2 separate regions of the Danio rerio genome follow, and region 1 is linked to region 2. The links are chromatin contacts, called in public Micro-C maps. All regions are on one chromosome and are shown on one strand. Each heading gives the region's core, a stretch centred on a gene start, on an enhancer-like site or on the middle of the called end of the contact. The rest is flanking DNA. Distances are from core to core; before and after follow the strand shown. Region 1 overlaps mpg (N-methylpurine DNA glycosylase). Region 2 overlaps dnmt1 (DNA (cytosine-5-)-methyltransferase 1).

Region 1 (7,241 bases), core at 3,112-5,611, 440 kb after region 2:
ATTAATAATATGAAGAACTCAAATCCTGTGAATGGCTGAATGTGAAATAACTGAATGTGAAATGGGCTTGCCATAGAAGGTGACTCTTGTGGCTTTCACACTCTGCAGCACTTAAACATCATCATGTTTGCTTCACCAAACTGCAAAACTGACCGGAGCTTCTTTTAGCGCCTTTTTAGCAACCTTATATAGAATACGTGAACCAAAACAAACCTGCAATGAACGAGCACAGACCTGAGGGTTACTGTAAGATTCTTTTAATGAGAGATCGGTAATTGCTTCTTAAATTTATTAGCTCCACCATCTTGTTCATTCAAGCTTGAATTCAGTTCAGCATGTTCAAATGTTAAGTGGCAAAGTCAAAGAGAAATAGTATTAATAAACCCACAATGTATTTGTTTCTAAAGTAAGGTATGCAAAACTTTTCAATAAAGTCCTTAGAAATGCTCAGGTAAGTCATTTTCATCTATTTGGGGGGGTAGTAGGATAGTAGGATTTAGGCACTGTTATAAGGAATGAGGTACTATTTAAAAGCACCACTAAACTACTAGCATGTGCAATCTAATGTCTGTCAGTAGATGTAATTCTTTGGCTTATTTGCGCCCCCTGCTGGGGGTGAGATTACTGTACAGATACATTCATTCTTTTTGTGTGCATGTATGTGTGTGTGTGGTTTAGGTGTTGGTGAGGAAACTAACTGATGGCACTGAGCTCAGAGGAAAGATTGTGGAAACCGAAGCATATTTGGGTGGCGAAGATAAGGCCTCCCATTCGGCAGGAGGAAAGCGCACCGAGAGGAACACGGCAATGTTCATGAAACCCGGTACTATCTATGTCTATCCCATCTACGGCATCTACCTCTGCATGAACGTCTCCAGCCAAGGTAATTCACCTCATGTATGTAACAAGTCTGACAGCACATATCAGTTTCTGGTGCAGCTTTAGATGGCAGAACTGGAAAACAAATGTGGCCCTGGACCACAAAACAGTGCAGTGGCGCAGTAGGTAGTGGTGTCGCCTCACAGCAAGAAGGTCGCTGAGTCGCTGGTTCGAACCTCGGCTCAGTTGGCGTTTCTGTGTGGAGTTTGCATGTTTTCCCTGCCTTCACGTGGGTTTCCTCCGGGTGCTCTGGTTTCCCCCACAGTCCAAAGACATGCGGTACAGGTGAATTGGGTAGACTAAATTGTCCGTAGTGTATGAGTGTGTGTGTGAATGTGAGTGTGAAGGTTTCCCAGAGATAGGTTGCGGCTGGAAGGGCATACGCTGCGTAAAAACTTGATGGATAAATTGGCGGTTCATTCCGCTGTGGCGACTCCAGATTAATAAAGGGACTAAGCCGACAAGAAAATGAATAAATGAATTTTTTTATATTTACTGTTACTCTAAAGTCTAAAAGTGAAGAATTGATGTTATTTCTTTGATTGTTCAAGCTTCCTCACAGAAGTGCTTTGCTGGTTAACAGAGCAGTTGAATGTTAAAATAAGGTAAATAAATAAAAAATAAGGAACATCCTGAATCTGTTTCTTTGCTCTTCTTTTTTAATGTGTTATAGAAGTATCGAATGAGGATTCGGTATCGGTAGATACTCAAAATCAAGTCTCGAGGGCAAAAAAACTGATCTGGACATCCCTAATATTAAGCTTACAGTCAGCGCACAGTGAAATTTGACAATCAGATTTTAAATTTGACAGTCAGATTAAAGCGGTAGTTAAAGCTAGCTTTTTTTCAATTAAGACAACTTGCAAAAATAAAGCAATATACACCAAATCAGTTTTAGACAGTAATCCATGCTTTCATAACCACTCGCTTAGATTACTGTAATGCACTGTATATGGGGAGCAGCAGGTCAGCTATTGCCTGTTTGCAAATGGATAAAATGCTGCAGCACGCCTGTTATCTGGTATTTGCAAATATGACTAGGCATGGGCCGGTTTAAAATATCACGATTTCATGGTTTTACAATACTTTAATTACTGCTCTAAAATATTTTCTTTTTAAATGTCTGGTTAAAAAAAAAAAAAAAACTTTCCCCCTTTGAACACAATGCATTTTATTTTGAGAAACTTTTAAAATATTTTTTGAGGCTAAATAATTATAAAAAATGATAAATGAATGATAATAAAAAATTCAGCTGTTTTCATGTTTCAAAAACACAGATTTTTTTATTATTTAAAATGCCCTCTTTGGATATCTTTTCTGCTGGAGATACTGTTGTCCTAAAAAACTTAAAACAAAATGTAAATAAAAATTTTTACACATATCTTAGGAAGGGTATTACAGAAAATTTTGGCGGTTTTATTACATTGACTTTTCCAAATCGCAGTATACCTTGAAAATGGTTATCCTCCCATACCTAAATATGACCATATATCCCCACGTTATGATCTAAGATGATTTGGCAGATCCTGGATCTTTTAATCTAGATCACTGATCTCTGGCTAATTTGTTTTTTCAAACAAGTTCGTGAATCAGATTAAAAATGTTTGGATAAACTGATCTGATATCGCTGTGTGTGTTGTGAAGGAGAAATCAATCGATTCTCGAAATCATGATCAGAAATGCAACGATTGGCTGACGGCACAGCAGCGTAATGACATCATCTGATTAATATTCAATTATCCATGAGAGCAAAATTACATAAAATTCATAGGAAATGGTTTGTTAATTGAATATGCGAAAACTTTTCACATGTATAGTGGGCTGCAGGCTTTACACTTTCATGTGTCAAGAGCATTTAGCAATTTATTTAGTTTTACATTTAGAACGGATTTTCTTTATTATAATAGCCATAGTAGTATTATAAAAGGCCGGTTTCTTAATTGGTGTAAAGAATAAATGGACGTTTAAATTAATTTAACATTACAAAAGCCTTTTTTGTTGGTAAAGGTGTCTGCAACTTTTGTGAAGCATCAAATCAGTCGTATTAACTGTCAAAACATGTTTATGACTGCACAAATGAAGTATTCCTTAAAGAAAAAAAAAAAGTTGATTATAGTGGAAATTATCATACACAAATTGTACTAAAAATATTGTATGCGTTTGTATCAAAAAAGTTAAAATCAATAATTTTTTCTATTTAAACCACCATGAGACAGTCTTTGTACTTTTATTTCGGAGTGCAGATTGCATAAGTTTTATTGATATATATATTTTTTTTTACTTTATATATAGTTTAAAATATATATATTTACTATATTCACGTGAATATAACTACTACTGTAAGAAAATATCAGAATTCTGTACATACTTTCTGTATTATCTTTGCTTTAACTGACCCGATCTAATTCTGTTTATATAAATTGAACCTGTTTCCGAGCAGATTTGAGCTAGCAGAACTGTTGCTATGACAACAAGTCTTGGATGATTTTTGAAGAACGAAACGATCCTGGATCGTGTCAAATCGTCAATAACTAAATCCTGCTAACTGAGAAATCCACGTACGAAGAACAGACCCCTGATCCTAATACCTGGTTATCTTAATTTATGTGCTTATCTTCTATTTTATGTACTATTGTATTTGTTTTGTTGTATATTTTCTGTACAGCACTTTGGCTCACTTCTAAAAGTGCTCTAAAAATAAAGTTTGACTTGACCCTTGACTTGTTCCAAACCATTCATTCATACATTTTCTTTTCGGCTTAGTCCCTTTGTTAATCCAGGGTCACCACAGCAGAATGAACCGCCAACTTATCCAGCACGTTTTTATGCTGCGGATGCCCTTCCAGCCACAACCCATCACTGGCAAAAATTCCACACAGAAACACCAACTGACAAGACTCGAACCAGCGACCTTCTTGCTGTGAGGCGACAGCACTACCTACTGCGCCACTGCGTCGCCTGTTCCAAACCAGTTTGAGTTTATTTATTCTGTCAAAAACACAAAAGAAGATATTTTGTTGAATGTTGTGATAGCCATTGACCACCACAGTATTTGTTTTTGCTACTATGTATGTCAATGCCTACCGGTTTCCATCATTCTTCAAAATATCTTCACGAGAGTCAAGAGTGAGTAAATAATGACATATTTGGGTGAACTACCACTTTGAAAACTAAAATGGGTCTCCTTGTTCAAAATTGTCACTAGAAGCTTGGACCCAGAGCCAGTATTCCATACGTCAGACAAATTAACAAGCAGAAGAATTCTTCGCAGGAGCCGGAAAACTGCAACCACAAGATCCCTCACCGCCAGTTGTGCAAGAAAACAAGTGTTTTGTTTTGCTGCCGTTTCCAACTGCTTCTCATTATAGGTCAAACTGGCGCATTAAATAAACCTAGAGAAAGGGTTGGAGCACATGTGCAGGAGCCAGCAGGAAGGAGACAGCGTGGAGCCTCGCTAACTGCTTTACTCTATGTGTGTGTTTAGGGGAAGGGGCGGCTGTGCTTCTGCGCTCGCTGGAGCCTCTGAGTGGTCAGGATGTCATGAGGGGCCTGCGAGCGGCCAAACGCAAGCCTGGAGCCAAAAGCCTTAAGGACAAAGAGCTCTGCAATGGCCCGTCCAAGTTATGCCAAGCTCTGGATATACAGCGCTCTTTCGACCGCAGGGATCTGGCAACCGATGTTGAGGTGTGGCTGGAGATGGACCCAGAAAAAGAGGCCATCGTTGATGCTGGAGAAGTGGTGATGGCGCCACGGATTGGAGTTGACTCTCACGGAGAATGGGCAACCAAACCGCTGCGCTTCTACCTGAGGGGACACCCGTGTGTGAGCGTGTTGAACAAAGATGCAGAGCGGCGAATGGACTCGCAATCTGACACAGAGCGGACAGTCTGCTGAAAGGTCATCCTGGTGTTTGTTTGTTCTTAAATTAAGCTTTAACTCACTTTTGTGTCATTTCAATCCCATAAAACAAAATGAGACATTTAGAAGAATGTCTCAGCAGCTCATTTCTATATTACTAAGTCTTTACAAAAATTTTGAGGTCAGTATTTGTTTCCTGGGTAGAAATCAGAAGGTGTAATAACATTTTAATGACATAACTTTTTCAGGGAAACAAAAGTCTTGAACAGAAATAATAAATTCATGAAATTATTTGATGTAAAACACAAGCCTGGAGCCAAAAGCCTTAAGGATAGAGAGCTCTGCAATGGCCCATCGAAGTTATACCAAGCTCTGGATATACAGCACTGCTTTAACCACAGGGATCTGGCAACCGATGCTGAGGTGTGGCTGAAGATGGACCCAGAAAGAGACCAACGTTGGTGATGGCGCCACAGCTTGGAGTTGAGTTAGAGGACACCCGTGTGTGAGTGTGTTGAACAAAACACACACACACTTCCTGCTAAAAAGGTCATCCTGGTGTTTGTTCTTAAATTAAGCTTTTAACTCACTATTGTGTCATTCCAAACCTGTAGAACACAAAATGAGATGTTAAGAAGAATGTCTAAGCGGCTCATTTCTATATTACTAAGTCTTTATCAAAATTTTGCGGTCAGTATTTGTTTCCTGGGTTAAAATCAGAAGGTGTAATAACATTTTAATGATTACGTTTTAGGAGAAAACAAAAGTCTCAAATAGGAATAATAATAAGTACATGATATTACTTTATTTCAAACGCAAGCCTGGAGCTAAAAGCTCTAAGGACAGAGAGTTCTGCAATGGCCCGTTCAAGTTATGCCAAGCTCTGGATTTACAGCGCTGCTTTGACCGCAGGGATCTGGCAACTGATGCCAACATGTGGCTGGACCCAGAAAAAGAGACCATCATTAGAGCTGACGTCATCACGGCTTGGAGTTGAGTCTCATGGAGAATAGGCAACCAAACCACTGAGGGGACACCCGTGTGTTGAACAAAGATGCAGAGCGGTGGATAAACTCGCAATCTGACACAGAGCGGACAGTCTGCTGAAAGATCATCCTGGTGTTCTTCAATTAAGCTTTTAACTCACTATTGTGTCATTTCAAAACCATAAAACTAAATGAGACATTTAGAAGAATGTCCAAGCTGCTCTTTTTAATACTCAGTCAAAATTACTTTGAGGTCAGTATTTGTTTCCTTGGGTAAAACCAGAAGGTCTAACAACATTTTAATATCATAAAAACTTTTTAGGAGAAACAAAAGTCTCAAACAGAAATAATAATAATAAAAACATGATATTATTTTATTTAAAACAACAGCACAAAAGAATTTTGCAAAAGTTTAATACAGTCTTTACAATACTTAACATTTTCAGGGTCAGTAAAATTACTTTGTTAGGTAAACTATTTATAAATTGACACGCTTGAGGTTTCTTGTTATTATAATAATATAATAATAATATCTGTGTCTACTAAAACCACAAAGTTTTTAGTTCGCCTAAAAATAAAAGAAATTGGTGATAATTTATTAACTCGCAAGAAATTCAAGTTGCAGGTAACACTTCCTTTAGTACAACTTTAAAGGAAATGTTTTAGCTGAAACCATGGTGCTTGGTGATTCAAAATGGCAAGCTAATGGCAAATAGCACATTTGGAGTCATAAAAAAAGACAAATAGATTCAAAATAAAAGTTAATACTTGTGGTGCCTGATTATACATTGAGGTTAAACAAAACAAATCTGCCTGTGTGTAACTTACTTCTAATCAAAGTAATAATATATGTATTACAGTGTTATTACTGGTTATCTATTGTCTCAACAAACTGAATGAATCATGAGATTGCCTTTAACAACTTAAAACCTACATAAAAAAATGTGAATAAAACATCTAAAGGGGGCGAGGCAGTGGCGCAGTAGGTAGTGGTGTCGCCTCACAGCAAGAAGGTCGCTGGGTCCAACCTCAGCTCAGTTGGCGTCTCTGTGTGGAGTTTGCATGTTCTCCCTGCATTCATGTGGGTTTTCTCCGGGTGCTCCGGTTTCCCCCACAGTCCAAAGACATGCGGTACAGGTGAATTGGGTAGGCTAAATTGTCCGTAGTGTATGAGTGTGTGTGAATGTGTGTATGGATGTTTCCCAGAGATGGGTTGCGGCTGGAAGGGCATCCGCTGCATAAAAACTTGCTGGATAAGTTGGCGGTTCATTCCGCTGTGGCGACCCCAGATTAATAAAGGGACTAAGCTGACAAGAAAATGAATGAATGAACATCTAAAATGATTATTAATCTTTTATTGAACAATTATTTTTAAGAATTATAAATTAACAATAAATGAATGGGTGAATGGACAGGGTGATTGGATCTTGAAAGTCCTCAGTGGTCTTTTTACTGTATTGAGGTACAAAATAACTAAAAGCAAAGTCACACAGGTTTGGTATGACATAAATAATTGAG
Region 2 (6,495 bases), core at 1,302-3,801:
CGGCAGAACCAATGGGCATGAAACATCTTCTCACCATCATCCCACAAAGCTGTAATCCTACAAATTTAAAGAAACCAATGATTTACTAATTAGAGAGTCTAGTAAACATGTTAAACCTTTTGGTTTTACAAAAGAAATTGCTTTGATAATTTTACCTGGCCAGGTAGAGAGGATGTGATGGGTCATCAGGGCTTACAGATACACAATCTCCCACCTCCAACACCTCATTTTCCACACGCACTTTCATGTAATATTCCTTCTTTCCCTCAGTCTGAAAAGATGACGGCAAAAAAAAAATAAAAATTTAAAGTCTTCTAAATTTGGGAGGGGAGAAAAGTCTCCAGCCACATGAAAGCTAAAAGGGTTAGTAGCACAACTTGACAAACTAAGGCAAAAACAGCAAAAGCCATGAAACAAAAAGGAGTTTACCAGCTACAACAACACCATTTCTAAAAAATTTGAAGACTACAGTGTTAAGATTTTATTTCCCTAATACTGCATCGGATTATGGACCAATGACCAAACCAAGTAGAAAAATCTACTGTTTTGCAAATACCCATTTGAGTAGACATGGCCATAGTCCTGGAAAAAAAAAAAAAAAAAAAAAAAAAAATATTGTGTCCGCTGCCAGATAAAGATTGCATACCTTTAATGGCTCACCAACCCAGCTGATTTTGTTCTTGGTTTGTTTCTTCTTCTTGGTCTGAGACATTTTCTTTGTATCCTTAACTGGCAACACATCCTCCTCATCCATGTTCTCATCATCCTCAGCTTCTTTCACTGCCAGGTTGGGACACCTGGATGGACAAAACAAACATTAGGCTTTAACCTGGCAAACAAATCCAAAATCATGAAGTTCGATATCACCAACAGGATCTGCTTCTCAAAAGGGCTATTCTACTGTTTGGTTCAGAGACCAAGTGTGCTCTGACCTTTAATAGTTCAAAACAACAAACCTGGAGTCACCAAATATTGTGCAATCAACACAAGGTTGATATATTCATGATGTGCCTAAGGCCCTGTTTACACTAATGCGTTTTAGTTTGAAAACGCATAAGTTTAGCTACGGTTACGCCAACTGTCCACACTACGCCGGAGTTCGAGCGCCGAAAACAGAGCGTTTCGAAAACGCTGGAGAGGCCGTTTTCATTCTGAAACGCTGGTGCTCCGTCTTAAGTGTGGATGAGCAAAAACGGAGACATCTGAAAATGGAGGCTGGGCTGTAGACATTCGCTTCTCTGATTGGGGCTTTTCCTCAATATTAAGTAGCCTAACACACACAGTTCAGTCCTGCATCCTCTCCTTGCAAGTTCAGACTTTGCAAGTTTGATCAAGGCTGCAGTCTATTCTTCTCAGTTTGATATGGAAAACAGACTATACCGAGGACACGGGTAAATCTTCAAAGAGAACAGTGTACTGTATAACTTCATTCACCCTGGCTACGTTGTTTCACTTTCTCAACAATAAAATCAAATGTAAACATGATTTAAGGAACTGCCTATTTTCATTTTGATATTAGCAACTTAACAGACAGCAGAAATGTTGAGGCGTCGGGCTGCATGCGAGCGTCATCTTCACTGTGTGGATATTTATAACAAAACGGAGCCGATAACAACTGCCTCCTTTCAATTTCAGTTAAAATACGAAACATACCCTCTCTTTTGCTGAATATAAGTTTTAATAATCGATAATGGCCATTATAAAAATATAACATACAATAATTTTATACATTATAGGAAATAAAGGCAAGCGATCAGTCAATAATACAGAATAGGCTACGTGGTTACATTGATCATTAACTTATCTTTGCGCTTAGCCAAAACACGTTACCTGAGAACAAGTAGGCTAATATATTCTAGTGACCAAAGTCAGGGAATATGTCGTTAGATAAAGACAACAAGATGAATGAAATATCACGTTTAATAAATATAGTGAGATTAGATCCAGCAGGAGATGCTTGATGAGAAGTCCGACTAGCACAGCTCTCATCTGGGTAGATGGGCTGCAGCGCTGGCCCGAATGTGTGTGTGTGTGTGTGTGTGTGTGGTCATGTGATGTGCGTTTTCAGAATTTTGGTGTGGACGGAGAGCAGTTCAGAAACGCTGGGTAAAAAGCGAGTGTGGACGCGGATCGTTTTCATTCTAAAACGATGTTTTAATACTAAAACGCACTAGTGTAAACGGGGCCTAAAAGGTCAACAACTAGGAAGTTGTTTAAGACAATTAGATATCATTGTAACATTTAATCTGAGATCAATTAAATATACATGCCTAGGTAAATGAAATGCCAATTTAAAATGGCATGAGTATAGACAAAATTGGCACTATAAATAGTAAAAACTATTAAAAACCTTAATTGTTGAATGACATTTAGCCTCATTCAAAATGTTAATCATTATAATATAAAAACAGAGAAAGCAAAGAAAGGCCTTTAAAACACATGGAAAATACAAAACTGCTGAGGAGAATGATTACGCAACAGCAAAGACTGCACAGTAAGCATACCTCCTCTTCTGACAGGCTTGTTTACTTCTGCCACTGCCTCCAAACTTGATCATATCCTTACAAGCTGAACACTTGCCGCAGTCTGGAGCTTGACACACCTGAAATACCAAGGTCGCCAATCATCATGCTTGCATTTCAGTTAAACTGTGCCTGCTATTTTCAGACAACCAACCTCACAGACACCACACCGTTGTCTCTTCACACCTCCATCCTTATTGTTCTGGTCAATCTGATCAGAGAAGAATGTGTCAAAGATCAGGTAGACCAGTTTAGTGGTGGTGGCTTTAGTCGGGCCCTTGTTGTCCTTTTCAATCTTAGTGGGATGGCGGACGGCTTGTCTTCTGGCTGCTCTCCTGAACAGGGGAAAAAAAAAAAACATGAGCAGAGCAAACAAGATACAGAGGGCACAAATAAAAGCAAAAAAGAGCCATGCGTTTAATGCACAAGACACAATGGATTGAGTTAAGACAAACAGCTCTGAAGTAACTAAACCCATTTAAACTGAAAAAAGATGTTCAGATTTCCCAAATGGACAACTTAAACAACAGGGTGCCAAATTAACATCTGTTATGCAGATCATGCAAGTCAGGAAGGTTTAAAAAAAATAAATAAACAAGTTCTCATGTTTTTGTTCTCCTCACCCACCCATTTCAGCTAATGAAGCAGTTTACCACCAACACAGGCGACTGCAGTTCAGCATATGGAAATATAAATAACCAAGCCACACACTCTGCAGAAACATCAGGATTTACATACCAGTACAGCTGCCTGCTGCATTAGAGAAAGTTAAAGGACCATTAGAAACAAATAACATGGTACCACAACTAAACCTCAAAATCTTAAGTCACTGAATTTTCAGACTTGCAAAAAAATAAATTGTGCAAACCTGTTATCTAGTACCAAAATAGCAGCTCCCGCATTCACAAATTGGTTTAAGCTACATGAATACATTATATGTCCTATGAGAAACACCGATAGCCCTCCCTGATGGTCCACAATATTGAAGCCCATGCCTCATGCAGGATAAAATAACAAATTGGTTTCAGTTGCTAAGAGAACAGTTTGAGGTCTGCTTTCTGGGTACCAGTATATCGAACCCACCATTACCCAGTTATCTCATTGAAGGCATTTAAGAGACCACCAATTCTAGTAAACTCACCTCTTGCCCAAAGTAACACCAGCCAGCTTGATCAAGTCACGCATACATGGAGTGATTATAATGGGTTGTTCATCAGAGTCTCCAGCCTCATCGTAGCTCTCGACCTGCTCTACCACAAACTGGGCATGGCGCAAGAGTGTGTCTTCTGTGAAACGGTTGAAGTTGAGCCCCGCGGGCGGGACAGTAGTCTAAAAAGACAAATAACAGGTTATCCCACAACTTCTAAAATGGGACAAGTGGCAAAGAACTTCAATGCTCCCATAAAGTGTACCTCTATTTTGTTCAGCAGGTCCTCATATGTGGCATCCTGGTTTTTCTGAAGAAATTCAACCACAATTTTGCTCATGTAGATCTTCTCCTGCATCAGAGCAAAAATAGCAGAGTACTCCTCACTGGGGTCCATTAGGATATAGTCAGCAAACGCTGTCGAAAAGAAAATGAAACTAGTTAAATGGCCATGCATAATAAAACTGGACAAGGATAAGAGTCAACTTTGCTTTGAAACATACCTGTAGTGAAGCCAATCAAAGCCTTCTCCCCACCATCAAAACCAGTGATCCACCAAGCATTGATGGGACCAAGCTTTTTGGCAGGAACCCCACCTGAGAACAATTTGAAATCAAATACACAATGCATTTGAAATAAATAAATAAAAAAACATCTGTATTCATTGTAATGAAAGTGGCACGTACCATCCATGCATGGGTTGTCATCATAGATGGGCTTTACAGCACAACTAAAGTACAGTTCCACATTTTTCTCAATGAGGCCAGAATCAAACGGACACAGATGACCACGCTTGTCATACACACTACAAACGAGAGGTGATGCAAAGTCATTAGTGGGGGGTGGGCAAGTAAAACATTGATCAGTTTGGAGTCATCCATCTCTTCTTTACCTGAAGTTCGTGATCTTGTGCTGAGGAAGATCTTCATAGCTTTCAAAACCATCCTCATTTGAATCAAAGAGGGAGAGACGCTCATCGGTTAACATCTCTGGTTCATCCAACTACCATAGACAAAATCAAACATATCATTCAAGTGTACAGCCACTACAAAAACTTAACCTATACAAAACTTAATTTGAGATTAAGGTTTAAAAAAAAAAAAAAATAGGTGTAGGAAGCTCACAGCATCATCAGGATCCCCTTGAAAGAACTTTAGGTCTGAATCATCCAGATACTGCCTGCAGTCAGGACATTTCGGCGGAGGAGTCTAAAACAAGTTAAAGATGTTGTTTAGTTATTAATTCAAGTGGCAAATCAAATTGGAAGTGAAAAGAAGCGTCACCTTTGCTGTAGACACAGGTTTGAGGTTAGCAGCATTCTCAGCTTCAGGCCTGAGAGAGGAACAACAAGGGATCATAAACCTCATAGTACATTTGTAAAATGGCTGTTTTCAAGTTTTACTTTTACATCACTATACTCACTTCTCATCTTCTGTTTTAAGGCGTTTCTCTTCACGGACCTTGAAAACCCCAAAATAATATACTGTTAAATTAATTTTTATGAATTTAATAACAATGAATTGTAAAACGACCTGACCTCCTCAGTGATAGTTTCCTCAGTCTTAATTTCTGTGTCACCATTTGCTGGTTCTCCATTCAGCTCATCAGACTTTCGTTTTGGGCTATTAAAAGAAAGAATAAAGGCCCAATTATTTAACAAAAAAAAAAAAATGATAATAAAAATTTATTCATACATCTTGATCACAAAACTACCATATCAGACTGCAAATTAACAAAATCTGCACAATTTAAAAAAAGTACACCAACTCTAAAGTAAAATCGTGGACTTACACTCTAGAAAACATTGACACGATAGTTTGTTGCTTCCCAGTGTTGCGTGTAACCCTGGAACTGGCTGGAGATTCTGTCAAAACAAGTGCAATTAATAAAATAAAGTACACAACCTACATCCAGCATATAATGCAGAGATGCAACATATCAAGAGCACTTAGAAGCAATAAATCCATGCAGCTCACTCTTGGGCTCAGAGTCTGCTTTACTGCGACGTCCGCCCCTTCCCTTTGGGGCACTGGGAGACTTTATAGCGTCTCCTTCCTCCTGAGTGTCCATGGCTCCCTCCTGTTCGCCATTGTCTTTGTGAGATCCATTTTCAGAGAAGCCATTTGAATGTCCATTCTGCTCCACTCCATCACCCTCCTTGACAACTCCCAGAGCTTTCTTCAGTACAGCCTTCACCTCTGACATGTAAACCTCCTGAAAAGAAGCTCAAGTCAGACCACTTGTTTTCTAGAAGGGAGCTCTGAAAAGGCAAAGTAACTCACTGTGGAGAGCTCAGAGCTCTTTAACTTGTCCTCAAGGTTTTTGAGCTGGTCCTGAGTATCAGCGAGCAGGAACTCCTGTAGTAACCTGAGCTTTTCTTTTACACACTCCTGCACACACACAAAAATTGAAGTCGAGCCACAAACTCAGAAAGCAGAGTTCACCGAATAACTCAACTGTAAGACTTGCAATATTTAGCATGTACTTCACCTATGCCACAAGGGTTGTACCCCAAATTAAAGACTGAAACCACCTTTTTGTCATTAAGCATCAATCCGAGAGTAGGGATGCAATGATAACCGATTTCACTATCAACCGCGGTTTAATTCGTCACTGTTAATTAATCGTAAATGCTTCTCAACACAGAGTTTCTCCATGGAACAAAACTGCTGCAACTAAAAATTATACTAACAGTGCGCTAGTTTAAAGTTCAAGCTTGTACACAAAACGCACGCATACTGGATCAAAGGCTAATTTTCACCATGGCTGAGGAGGATTTTAACTAAGGGCCATTCACATATGCCATCTTTTACATGCACAATTTCC

The links. A called contact is a pair of places that touch in the nucleus more often than the background predicts.
Region 1: a Micro-C map of caudal fin shows a contact between it and region 2, with 5 times the contacts expected there. The contact joins two enhancer-like sites.

What each region holds. Positions count from the first base shown.
Region 1 is chr3:57,585,185-57,592,425 of GRCz12tu, forward strand. mpg (N-methylpurine DNA glycosylase) reads left to right here. Exons shown (of 3, transcript NM_001082850.2): 2 at 679-883; 3 at 4,364-4,868. The coding sequence ends at 4,773. It overlaps nprl3 (NPR3-like, GATOR1 complex subunit), which reads right to left. Exons shown (of 13, transcript NM_001025534.2): 13 at 7,061-7,241. Among named protein-coding and RNA genes, the nearest start is that of mpg, 10 kb to the left of the region's middle. Within about 2 kb of position 4,362, at least 12 of the 62 cell types and tissues checked have an H3K27ac peak or open chromatin away from gene starts, as enhancers often do. A contact at or near this core is called in caudal fin, where this site is marked.
Region 2 is chr3:57,144,175-57,150,669 of GRCz12tu, forward strand. It overlaps dnmt1 (DNA (cytosine-5-)-methyltransferase 1), which reads right to left. Exons shown (of 34, transcript NM_131189.2): 3 at 5,952-6,059; 4 at 5,646-5,883; 5 at 5,461-5,533; 6 at 5,207-5,291; 7 at 5,092-5,129; 8 at 4,953-5,001; 9 at 4,794-4,877; 10 at 4,562-4,671; 11 at 4,356-4,474; 12 at 4,173-4,265; 13 at 3,935-4,086; 14 at 3,664-3,851; 15 at 2,677-2,857; 16 at 2,505-2,602; 3 more. Among named protein-coding and RNA genes, the nearest start is that of dnmt1, 6.0 kb to the right of the region's middle. Within about 2 kb of position 2,552, at least 1 of the 62 cell types and tissues checked has an H3K27ac peak or open chromatin away from gene starts, as enhancers often do. A contact at or near this core is called in caudal fin, where this site is marked.